Linked DNA regions of Danio rerio: region 1 is linked to region 2. The links are chromatin contacts, called in public Hi-C maps. All regions are on one chromosome and are shown on one strand. The core of a region is the stretch at or near the end of the contact, and the rest is flanking DNA. Distances in the headings are between cores, read along the strand shown.

The links. A called contact is a pair of places that touch in the nucleus more often than the background predicts.
Region 1: a contact with region 2 is called in a Hi-C map of an unstated tissue, with 6 times the contacts expected there. The contact joins the enhancer-like site here to the promoter of LOC556735 in region 2. A contact is called at or near these places in 3 of 18 Hi-C or Micro-C datasets (embryo and an unstated tissue).

What each region holds. Positions count from the first base shown.
Region 1 is chr24:23,828,691-23,835,488 of GRCz12tu, forward strand. It overlaps LOC141380670 (a long non-coding RNA gene), which reads right to left and starts at 5,220. Exons shown (of 4, transcript XR_012399284.1): 1 at 5,163-5,220; 2 at 3,768-3,926. It also overlaps a transcript of LOC556668 not described here. Within about 2 kb of position 1,676, at least 3 of the 62 cell types and tissues checked have an H3K27ac peak or open chromatin away from gene starts, as enhancers often do.
Region 2 is chr24:23,459,106-23,465,495 of GRCz12tu, forward strand. It overlaps LOC556735 (solute carrier organic anion transporter family member 5A1), which reads left to right and starts at 4,068. Exons shown (of 10, transcript XM_679609.9): 1 at 4,068-4,125; 2 at 4,593-5,880. The coding sequence starts at 4,929.

The sequences.
Region 1 (6,798 bases), core at 426-2,925, 370 kb after region 2:
CTATCTGCACAGCCATTTAAAAACTACATTAAAGTTAGACATTAATGCATTTAGTGAGGTATGAGTACAAGACACTAAATATGTATGTTTCACATTTTTATTGCATTTGCTCTTTGCAATTCTAATTTAGTCACAACATTGTGCAAAAGAATAAATACACACTTATTTACAACAAACATAAACTTAATTTGGGTGGAGCTGTGCACAACTGTAAACAATATTGACGTACATATTGAAACCTACCACATACCTAAAACATACATAGGTCTGTTAATCATTCCTGAAATTGTTTAATTTAGAAGACATTTTTAGGGGAAAAAAAAAGATTTACATTTTTAAAAATAAAATTAGCTTGACTGATTTTGACTAGTTCAACATTTTTGTATGCAATGACTCGAGTAATGAAATGAGGACTATTAGTTTAATATGGAGTGACTATTAAGAATTTACAAGTTTAGTTAAATTTGACTGATATGACATAAGCAATTTATGATGTTATAAAACAGCAGAGAGTGCAAAAGCATTTGCAATTTGTTGGACGGAATGAGAAACTGTTACTATGATGAGCACAAATTATTAATTGTTTTGAAAAATGCATGAACTATTGTGCAAATGTAAATAGTGTTGTGAGAAATGCACCAAAGCCACTGAAAAAAAACTGTAATTTATAATTCCTAATATGGCTAAAATGATTCTATAAAAATTCAATATAAAAATACAAAAGCAACAGCTTTAACAGTTGTTAAACACATATCAACTAAAAGGTGATATCATTTTTCTGACAAACTACATTAATACATGTTTTTATGCTTGGATTATTGTATAAATACATAGGTCTGTGTGCATAAATGCACGATTTAATAACAAAAGGGCAGCTGGTGTTACACGTGTGATCTCTAATCACCATCATCATCATCATTATAAGCTGTTAACCCCATACTAGCTAAAAGGTGTTTATATTGTGTACCATACTTCTAACAATTAATAATAACACATGTATATTCCAGAAAACAAATACTTTTTTCTATAGTCAGATTATCACAAGCATACAGTACATACATACATTCACATAGGTCTGTGTGCATAAAGGCATAATTTATTAAACAAAAGTGTAGCTGGTGTTACACATGTGATCTCTCATCATCATTATCATCACCATTATCATCATCTGATAATGAATCAGCATTATGTCTCCACCAAGGATTACTTTTATCACATGAACGCCTCATTTAATGATGCAATGGTTAAGTCATTGTCTATTGTAGTGACTAGCATCATCCCCCATGTGACTGCACCACCTGAATATTAAAAAGAAATATACCACTTTATTACAACGCTGACCTCACACTAGTAACAACAGCTAAAGCTTGTGTCATTATCTTAATCATCAGCATTATTATCACCATCACTAGAATAGAAACGCACAGCACGTACTCATTGTTCTGTTTGACAAATTCATAGTTGTCATCATCAAGCTCTGCAGTTTCTCTAAATATCTGACTATCACAGGGGCCAAACAACACAGCATAATGTCCCCACACTGATCCGGAACTCAGTAGTACGTTATTTATTTTCATCAGTCGCTCGTTTTTTTCTGTGCCAGAGCTTGTGTGAGTCCATTCCTGGCACAGCTGAGGGCAAGAGCTGCGAGATCAGTGGAGAAATGAACCCACAGGAGCAGTGAGTCAGATCTGAGTCAAGCCCTGCTCTCCACACAGTCACGATGCCCATGATCATAGCAGATGTGCCAGCTGACCTTCTAAGGGTGCCATACAAGGACTGCTGAGCCATGATACTTGGCTTTTTCTTCACCTCTGATCCCTTCAAATGCATTTTATTTATGAATATAATAAATAAATATAAAATGTATGTATATATTCATTCATTCACATAATATATATTCATCGTGTATATACATTAATTTATTATATATACATTCAGTTATACATTCATTCATTCATATATATATATGTGTGTGTGTGTGTGTGCGTGTGTGTGTGTGTGTGTGTGTGTGTGTGTGTGTGTGTGTGTGTAATTTCTGTATGATTCAAATGGTTTCAATCATTTTTATGATCAAAATCGCTCAACATTGCCATGTGTATAGAAAATGCCATTTGTATAGAAATAATGCTGCTATGATATATGAAACAAAATCGGTAGTTGGCAAATATATTGTGTGCATATTTGTAAATATGATCCTGAAAGAGTCAGTCCCTTACCAGCCACAAACCTCACCATAGGTCACTGATATTTATTCTTTAATTTTCCTTGAGCTTAGTCTCTATTTTAGAGGGTGCCACAGCGGAATAAAAATATTAAACATAATATCTTATATAATGCGGGAAATATATATATATATATATATATACGTGTGTGTGTGTGTGTGTGTGTGTGTGTGTGTGTGTGTGTGTGTGTGTGTGTGTATACATACATACATACATACATACATACATACATACATATATATATATATATATATATATATATATATATATATATATATATATATATATATATACATACATATATATATTAAGTAAGTTAAAACATTTATACAGTGGAAAGGTTGAAAACTGTTGATTATTATTATTATTAATAATAATAATAATAATAATAAACAAAGATTTATAAGCTATAAGCATATTTTGGACATCTGCAAATTCTTACAGTATATACAGCACTTGCTGTATACCATAACTATGTATTATGACAACAACAAAAAAGAGCATACTAAAATATGTACAATTTCATTAATTCATTCATTCATTTTCTTGTCAGCTTAGTCCCTTTATTAATCCGGGGTCACCACAGCGGAATGAACTGCCAACTTATCCAGCAAGTTTTTACGCAGCAGATGCCCTTCCAGCCTCAACCCATCTCTGGGAACATCCACACACACATTCACACACACACTCATACACTACGGACGATTTAGCCTACCCAATTCACCTGTACCGCATGTTTTTGGACTGTGGGGGAAACCGGAGCACCCGGAGGAAACCCACACGAAGGCAGGGAGAACATGCAAACTCCATACAGAAACGTCAACTGAGCCGAGGTTCGAACCAGCAACCCAGTGACCTTCTTGCTGCGAGTCGACAGCACTACCTACTGCGCCACTGCCTCGCTGCATATGTACAATTTACTAATGAAAAATACTACATAACACATTTGATTTGCCCTCCAAGTGTGGGTTCAGAATATGAAAAAGGAAGAAAAGCTGTATGTTCTGGAACATAAAGTACCTGTAGTTGAAGGAACACCTAGTTATGTGCCTGAAGCAATTTTACTTTAGAACTACAACTATTGTACCAAAAACATCACTGACCACATGACAGAGAAAGAGAAAGAGGGGGGTGGGGAGGGCTCCAAAGGAAAAGTAGAGTAACACAAGAATTTAAAGAATGTGACTTGTTGGTGTTGTAAATAACTTTTAGTCCAAGAATTCAGGGAATCAGGCAAAAGGCAACAAGAATTGAGACAGAGCTGAAATCAGTGGTGCTGTGAGTTGCTGCCCTGTGCTTGACCCCAGTGCTTCACATGCTGTAAACTGGACAGGACAATGGCAGGACTTCATTAACGCAATTCACATTGTTGTCACGGTGTCGACTGTTTTCTGATAAGCATGACCGTAAAAGAAAGACTCAGCATGTGTGCGTGAAGGAAGAGTGATATACAGTGAGATAATAGTTGACTGAGAGTGCAAGTTTGGGTCAGTAAATGCATGTGTGTGCATGAAGACTGACTGTAAGAGCAGGATTACTCACTGTGCAGCTGGGACTGCTCCACTTCACTGCTTTGGTTGTCGCAGCAACTCAGTGCACGGCACGGGCACGCAGAGGGCACATTGCCAGGTAAAGAGAGAGGGAGGGTGTTGGCATCAGCCTGTGGTTCTTCCAGCTGGCAGTGCCAGGATCTTGGATACCCTGCAGAGTAAAGCCAACTTTATTCAAACAGCATCTTACACTTGTGCTAAATCTAAATAGATGTCAGCACAGTATTTTTATTCTGTGTTTCTCAAGCACTTTTTGAAGTTTGTTTTAAAACATTTAGTATTATCTGCTTCCCATTTACTCTCATTCAAATAGGCACAAAGACTACAATATGGATGAAAAATATCCAATTTAGCCTATTTGATGGATTTACATGTGGTTTAAGCATATTTAAGCTAGTCAGATAAGAGGCCAGCCTAAAACAGCTTAGAAAAGCTAATCATCTTATTCTAGATTAAACTGAAAACTTAAAAAAAAAAAAAAGGGGCAGGTTATTTAGTGGTGTCTAGTTTGCAAACCTATTTGCACATTCCAGTGCTAAAACATATTCCAATCAGACTAAAAAAACAACTAAGCTAAACTCTAGCTTAAGGATGGAAGAATGGCTTAAAACGTATAAGATCGTTTTGATAAGACAGAGAGACCATCATAAACCTGCTAAGATTGACAAACCCTCTTAGTCTGGTTAAACTGCTTAAAGAGAGTAAGACAAAACCAGCATTTCCTACAGAAAACACAAGTTTATTTTGTGGGAGATTTTTTTAAATAGGCTTTAGAAATGCATATGCATTTTGTTTTTCCTACTAGGAAAGCGAATGTTCACAGATTTTCAGCTTTCTTATAAAATTATATCTCAAAATATGTTCTTTAGTGTTCAAAAGAAGAAAGAAACACAGAGGTTTATAAACACTTCAAGGTGAGTAAATAGTAGGTACATTTTTGTTTTTAGGTGAACTATTCCTTTAAACCAGCTAAGAATGACTGCTGTGTTTAGTGGAGATTATCAAAATAGACCTCACAAGCCAACATGTATGCATTTTGGTAACAAATTCAGGTTAGCTGTGTCTCAATTTCGTTTTTAAAAGTGTTTCTTTCATGACAGTTTAGACACTCAAACAAAAACCAGCTTACTCACTAACTTAACACCAAGTTAAGCTGGAATATTAGAACAGCAAACACCAGCTTGGCATTTTACACCAGCTAAGACTAGCAAACCACGGTCATAGTAATTAACCTAAAACAGAACCGGTGTTTCCTAAAGAAAACACAAGTCTTGTTTGGGGTTTTAAAAAACTTAAAGTGTATTCATCTATTTAGCAACACATTCAAGCAAAACTAGCAAAAAGCAATCATGATTCCACAAAGAAATATGTCTGCTTATCATGTTACCATCAGTGGTCTTGATTTATGGAGCAATCTTGCATGACTGAACAACAGCTCTTTGTCCCTGCTTTCTAATGCTCAAGCTGATGAATCTTGACAACGACTTTCTCCTGACCTCTTTTGGTCGTTTGGAAGAATTACAACGATAAACAAAGCAGATCTGTGGCCCAGTTTTCGTGACCTTGTAGGCCTATTTTATGGCTAAAACATTGTTTGCCTAAATGTTAAAAAAGCAAGAATGTTGCCTTGCCTAATAAATAACCACATCATTGTAAATATACAAATCCATGACTTAAAAATCATTTTTGTAACTGTTTTTTTTTTTTTAATCTAAAATAGAACATATAAAACGGAGTTAAACAAATAACGCATTCTAAAGTTCTACCTATTTATAAATGTGAAGAGAAATATGGTTATTAGCAAGCTACTTATTGTCGACCAGACCTTATGTAAACGTCTGATAAATTGGGGCACCTTGCTGTCATCCAGATGGTATGAGAAATCCAGTCACATGAAAGTTGTTCAAAACAGATTACGAAACATCAGTCCTATGAAGGAAAGGTTTGACCTCGCAAAATAGCAGTCAACGTCATGTTAAGGTTAAATGGACTAGTTATCTGCAGCGGCCCACTAGGGGGCCTCAGTTAACTTTGCTAACTTGTGACACAACACAAGCAATTGAATAAAAGGCCCTTTGTGGTGGTTGATTTTCATGTTTGAGATGAATACTTACAAGAGATAAAGAAACCACATATTCCGAAACTGGCAACATCATGTGCTGCACCAAAAGCATCAGTGTATATGTCTACATATGTAGAAAATTTATACTGTATTTGCCAGAAACATGCCAAAACTAATTTGCTCATTTATGTATGACACATACGTCCATATATGTATAAAACATATATGTACACATATATGCCAGAAACATATATGTTCATATGTATAAATAATATATGTAAACATATGCCAGAAACATGTACATATGGGAATAAAGCATTTATGTACACATATATGCCAAGACATATATGTTTGCATATGTATAAAACATGTATGTTCATATATCTATAATAATAACTGGCTGGAATCAAGCCAAACAGCATGTTAGAGGGAAAATAATTGATTCAAAGATTGGCTGGTTTTGTGAAGATACAGTATGTTGTCTGAAAGTCTAAATGGAGCACATATTCAGATAAAACATAAACATTTTGGCTTGTCATATAGTTTTAGTGGGCTAATTTACTGCTGGTGTTCCTGAAGTTTAACTGGTAATGTTAGTGTAAGTAAAATTAAGGTCACAACAGTAGAAAAACATACAGTAACAGTAAATGACGATAGATTGTTCTGGTATAATAATATTCTATTTGCACTTCAGAAACACATCCACACACATGCACACATCAATATAACTCCAGCATGAGAAAAGTCAATGTGCTTAAAAGGGAATAAAAAATAAACAGTTATTTATGCTGGAATTAATACACAAAGCAGTGATAAGATAACATAAAAACACAGAGGTACAGTAATACGGATGTAATAAGGTCACAGGTATGTTTGTTTAGTAATTTACAACGGCTTCGAAAGCAGTTAAAGCGATCAGAATCAAGGCCCGGAACCATCCGCTCTATGATTGAAATCAAAA
Region 2 (6,390 bases), core at 2,818-5,317:
AGTGTAGAATTGCAATATTTACAAATTTGCATTTTAGAGTAGGCCTAGTTGTTTTTTTTTGAGATCATTCAGAATGAGCAAATGAATAATTACCGATTCAAATCAACGTTTATATATTATTATTCAGGCATAAACTAATATATGTTTCTGTTAATAAATCCTTTATTACCTCAACTTCATCTAATTGTGTGACCTAATCTAACATGAGGACTATTTACGATATACAAACCTCTAATACATGATAATGAAAGGCTCAGTATCAAATGAACAATAAATCTTTGCAATCTTATGTAAAAAGTAAAATTACTGTGCAGTTTAAACATTGACGAATAACAGGAGTGTCAAAATATAACAAAATTGGGTAAAACAAAAACAATATAATAATTAAACAATATATTACACTATACACGAGTTGTCACTGGGTTGATACCTTTTTAAAAAGTACAAATTTCTACCTAAAAGGGCCATATTAATACCTCAAGGGTACATATTGGTACCTAAAAAGTACAAAAGTGTTTCTCTTAAAACTTGTAAGTACTAATATATACTTTTGATACTTTTGATTTTAGTATTTACTTGTGTTCCTTTTGAAAAGGTACCACCCAGTGACAGCTCTTGTTATTTTTGGCAGTGTATGATACAACATTTCAATGTTATAATTTTGTTTTAGTTAAGACTGCAAATATGCCGTTCTATTTATGTATCTTCAAATGAATAGAAATTAATAAAGTAATTTATTTTAGAATATAACTTAGCCTTTAATTGTCATTTACAAGGGATTTATAAAGCATACATAGTCCTAACTAGGTCATAAAACTGGATGAAGTTGAGTTAAACTGAGTAAATAGCATTTATTATCATAAAAATTAACTTTTTTATATGATATATAATAATAAGATAAATAAATGTTATTTAAATAGTGAATAAAAATAAATAAAAATTAATACTTAATTTAGTAATAAAATAATAATTAACAAAGTATGAAAATACAATCATTAAGCACATTACAAATGTGCGTATAAGTCAAGAATATAAACATAAACTGCTTACTAACATCTGTTAATGTAGAGTTAACAGATAATGAATTCACTATTTGCTAATGCTTAATAAATTGTAGTGTATAATTATTATAAAGTGTTACCTTTTATTGTCGAAGTTGAGATTCTGCCATCAGGAAGTCTACTTAACATGCACAAATGGTGTTAATTTTGTTCTTTTAGATTTGTAGTCTTTTGGTGGTTAATCTATGCTCTTTATTGCAGGCCAGGTCATGGGTTGAGTTCTTTAATCAATGCATTGCAGAGAAACTTGTGTTCGGTATTTTATTTGATTTTATTTTATTTTATTTTATTTTTTCAATATTAGATGAACAATAGGTTTTGTCTGATTGTAGCCGTCGCTTACGGTTGTTGTGGAAGCAATTTTCTCTACTTTTAGTGTAGTGATAGTAGTTTACCGCTAGGTGACAGCACTGTGTCATGTTCATTCAAGTTTTCATTAGAAAACCATCATGTTTGTTTTATTAGAAAACAATCAAATTTAAGGGACATGTTTACAGTGGATGTTAAGTTTAGGCTTACACTCGGGGTTATGTAGTTTTACATTGTTATATAATCTCCTCTGATTTGGGAGATAATTTACAGTTTTAGGGTAGCAATTGGGTATGATTTACTTCAAAGAAATAATATAAATGTAAAGGCTGATTGACTAAACAAGATAAACATAATACAATATGAGGTCTGGCAAAAAAATAAAAATAAAAATAACACTCGTCAAAAAAAAAAAAAAAAAGAAATGGTAAGTATATGAATAAAACATTATGGCATGAATAAAGGCAAGATTGGCCATTTGTCTTTATTTACCAAATCTGTATTGATTCATATGTCCCAATTCTATCTGATTGTGGGTCATTCATTTAGTCCAATTTAATTCATCATTGGTTCAAGATAATTCATTGATTTTAGATTTTATACAAATGCTAATTCTTAAACAGTAAAAATCAGTCTGAATGTATGAAAATAAACTATAGGTCTATGCATATTAAATACTCTTACCTTCTCTTTTAAAATTCCAGTTACATTCGGCAATGTTTTATTAAAATTTAACAGAATGGGTATTCTAGAATTTTTTTTTAAATATACTAGTATATTTTTGTAAAATTTTATATTTGATTATATATTGTTTATAAATAAAATAGTTTATCTTTGTAATAAAGTTATGCACATGTAGTGTCTTGACCTATAGGGAATATTAATGGTATGTAAAGGTTCATAAGTAACCCAAGGCGTTGCATTTATGGCCAGTTCTGTCTATAGACGTGGATGTAGACGTGTAACCAGCAGGTGGTGCAACTGAATCTGTTTCACCGGTTTGTGTTTGATGAGAACTTCAGAGGGATGTGGGGAAGTTATAGGGTTGGTTTTCTGTTGGAAGAGACATGAGTCAGAGGAAAAACTTCCAGCATTCCTGGAAAAAACTATCCAACAATGGTGTGAGAAGCTATTTTTAAACTGTTCGCTATATGATTTGTTTATCTTTAACAAGCATCGCTAGCCCAGGGTTTCCCACCCTTGGTCGCCAAACAGACTGTAGTTTGAGGGTTACAGTTTAAGTTATTCTCAACAGTTAATTTTAAAGTATTAATAACTGTAAAATTATTAGGCTAGTTTGTCCAAAAATGAAAAGAAAAAAAAAATGAGGATGAAAGGTGTGCTGGGGAAATACGATGAAATTATATAAGTGTGCAGTGGAAAGGTCTTTCTTGTATGGGAATACGTTGTAATAGCATTTCCCTTCTTACTTTCATATACTTTCATCTTATTAAAAATACATAAAATATTATGTAAGTAGAATGTATGTGTGTGTATGTGTAAGTGATCATGCAATAGTTTACATTGTTGTAGATTTGTTGACAAATGGGTAAAACCTTTAGGGATTTGAGTTATTTATGGCCTGATGTGTGATTCTGAATTATAATTTACAAAGCAAGTAGTTATTGTAGTAATATCAGTTATCCACTGGAAAAGAGTACAGTTCATTTTTGAGTAATTACAGTATTTATCCCCTTTTTAAAAAAAGCTAAATAGCCAAGTTTTACTCGAAAAAAGAGTTAAATTGTCTGATTTGATATAGGAATTTTAATTGGTAATAAAAAATACTCACTATTCACTCAATATTAGTGAGTCCCTGGGGTTGCCACAGCAGAATGAACCACCAATTACTCTGGCATATGTTTTATGCAGCAAAATTAGAAAAGTTTTTTCAATTCAAACTGAATGTTGCATTTAGTAATATATATTATTTGAATGAATACGTTATCAAATGCTTCAGTTTACCCCACATTCCAAAGATGTGGTACAGGCAAATTGGGTAAGCTAAATTGTCCATAGTGTATGAGTGTAAATGACTTTGTATGGATGTTTCCCTTGAGATGGGTTGCAGCTGGAAGAGCATCCGCTGCACAAACATGAGCTGGATGTTTGCGGGTCATTCCAAGCCGAAAAGAAAATAAATGAATGAATGTCATCAAATGATTATTGTTAGGTCAAGATTGTTATAGGCATTGTTACACTGAATAGCATTTAGTGGGTGTCTTAGTAGCCTACAAATCCATTTATATATTTATTTATTTATTTATTTAATTTACGTAGAATGCTTATTTATCTGTATCCTTTTACTTTAAAACTCTCCACACATTAAACATGTTTTCATAAACAGTGCTTTTGGTTTGGTAAACTACTGCTGCTGCAATGTGGACACAATAAGTTGCATATTTTAAATGCTAATTAATTCATAATATTTTGATTTTAAATAATTTAAATTTATTTGAAATCATATTTTAATAAAAAATATTTAATGCAACTGTTGTAGCAACTATTATTGTGGTCGCCGAAAAATGTTTAACAAAGTGTGTTTTCGGGTCGTTTTGCAATGATTTGTATGGTCATCAAAATATAAATTACTTTATTTTAGAAAATATTTGCTTTATTTTAGACTTTATAAGAAACTTCACTTCCCAGAATGCACTTAGAGGGCTCCGTCACCCTCTTCATCAAATCCGCAATCTCATTCACTCACAATCCGTTTCGAGGACAACAACTCACTACCTCTGTCTGTATCAGCCGTGTAAGTACATTACTCCTCATTCAACTCACTCTTCAGCCACTTCATTGTTGTTATGTCTTGATATTTCACTTAAAGATTAGGGTCTAGCTGTAGCGATGCACTGTGGATGAATTCGGTGAAAGACTCGCTGTTTGAACTGACAGAATGTTTTACTGTATTTTTCTAAATTTCACAATAGTATAAAGTCTTGTTTTCGTAAACATTACGTCGGTAATTAGTTGTATTAAATAAACGCGTAATTCAGAAAGGTTGACACGGTTTGTAGTTTTCCTGACTGTGTTTTATCAGCGCACTGCCGCACGTTTACTGTTATTCTTTGTCTTGCTCTACGTTACCACTAATCTACCAGACAGCAGCGCGACTTCACAAAACAACTGACAGGATCATCCAACGCTGTTTGTGTTGCTTCTTGAATAGTTAACAAATAAATATTAATGTTAGTTTGCTTTTATTTTCATTCTCTTTAGGGTTCCGAATCATTCATCTTCAAATAATAATTCCAGCACCATGACCAGAGATCAATATCAACGATATTCACGAGATGGATGCAACTTTTTGCTGCTTCACTATAACTGTAGGCAGCTGTAAACATTTAAATGTTATATAATTTATCCAATTTCTTTATCTTTTGGACTTATGATGAGAATTAAGTAGACAAGTAGCTGTTGAACAGCTATACTCAGTAATCATGTTTAAAAGTCTAGTCATCGTTTACCTTTTTGTCCTGTCTAATGTGCTGTGAAGTTTTAATTAAATTTCAAAGTACTTCTTGGCTATCTTCCTATTGACTCCAAGTAGTCAATATGACATCATCATATAATGATGAGACCAGGAGTGATGTATCCGAGTCTCTGGAGGTCTGTGAATTCCAGGGACAATATGGAGATACAGGTGGTTGCTTCAAATCCAAAAGCTTGCCTGTTCTTAACGGCGACTGTCCGACCATTAATGAGACATTAGATCCAAGGCTGGTCAGTACAACTCAGACTTTAGTAAACACCGACCAATGCTTGGTGTTCAACGACCTGCGTCAGAAAGGATACTCGAGTGAATTGGATTCACCCACCAGAACTGATTTCTCCCCTTCGGCGTCCAGTATGGTGGGTCTCAGCAGCTCAATGAGAACTGAAGCCAACCGAGCAGGTGGCAAAAAACTAGGCTTTTCATTGGCAAGACTCATCCGCTTCCCTGTGAGGAAGTACTTGAGGGTGATTCTCTCCGACTCTAGGTGTTTTCTGTTCTGCATGTGCTACCTGACGTTCATCCAGTCATTGATGGTCTCTGGTTACCTTAGTAGTGTCATCACCACTATCGAGAAGAGATACAGCCTTAGAAGCTCTGAATCGGGACTGCTGGTCAGCTGCTTTGACATTGGAAGTCTGCTAGTGGTGGTCTTCATCAGTTATTTTGGAGGTCGAGGTCAAAGGCCACGCTGGTTGGCAGTAGGAGGAGTGTTTATCGCGGTAGGAGCTGCTCTTTTCTCCCTTCCGCACTTCATCTCTCCACCTTATCAAATCAAAGAGGTCAACTCATCCATGGGGAATGAGGGCCTGTGTTTGAATGGGAACAGGAGCAGAGATGCTCTGGATGTGTCGTCCTGTCCAAGGGACCAAGAAGGCAATGATCACTCTATATATGTGGCCCTGTTTGTCTGCGCCCAGGTCCTGGTGGGCATGGGATCCACTCCTATCTACACACTGGGACCAACATACCTGGATGATAATGTGAAGAAAGAGAATGCATCCCTTTATCTCGGTAAGACACTTTTTTTTAAAAATTTTGACTGCTATGCCATCACAAATAGTGATAATAACCAATCAAAAAGGCTTTAAGACCAATCTTTTGTTGTCTGTCGCTTCAGCTAATCAGCTTTGTTCAATGTAGACTAATATTTTTCATGAGTTTAACATCTAGCTGTGCAAGAAAACATACATTTTGATGTTAGTGAAGTCATCTTTCACTACTGTGTTGTTTTTAAATGAAGAAGTAATCTTGGATCTTATTCTTGAAGCAACAAAAAAATTACCAATGAAAAGGTGTGAAGCCCTAAAAGTGGCACATATTAAAATTTATTTAATTACTAATTTAGCTAGTGTTGTTATCTGTGAATTTTCATGTCTATATTTTACTGGAGAGGCTAGAAAAATCATAAAGATTTATATTAATTTATATTATTAATAACATTATTATTATGTTTACATTTTTTTATTATTCAAATGGACATATTCTGACTAAGGAAAGTTGAATGTGCTGCCAGTTTGTTAT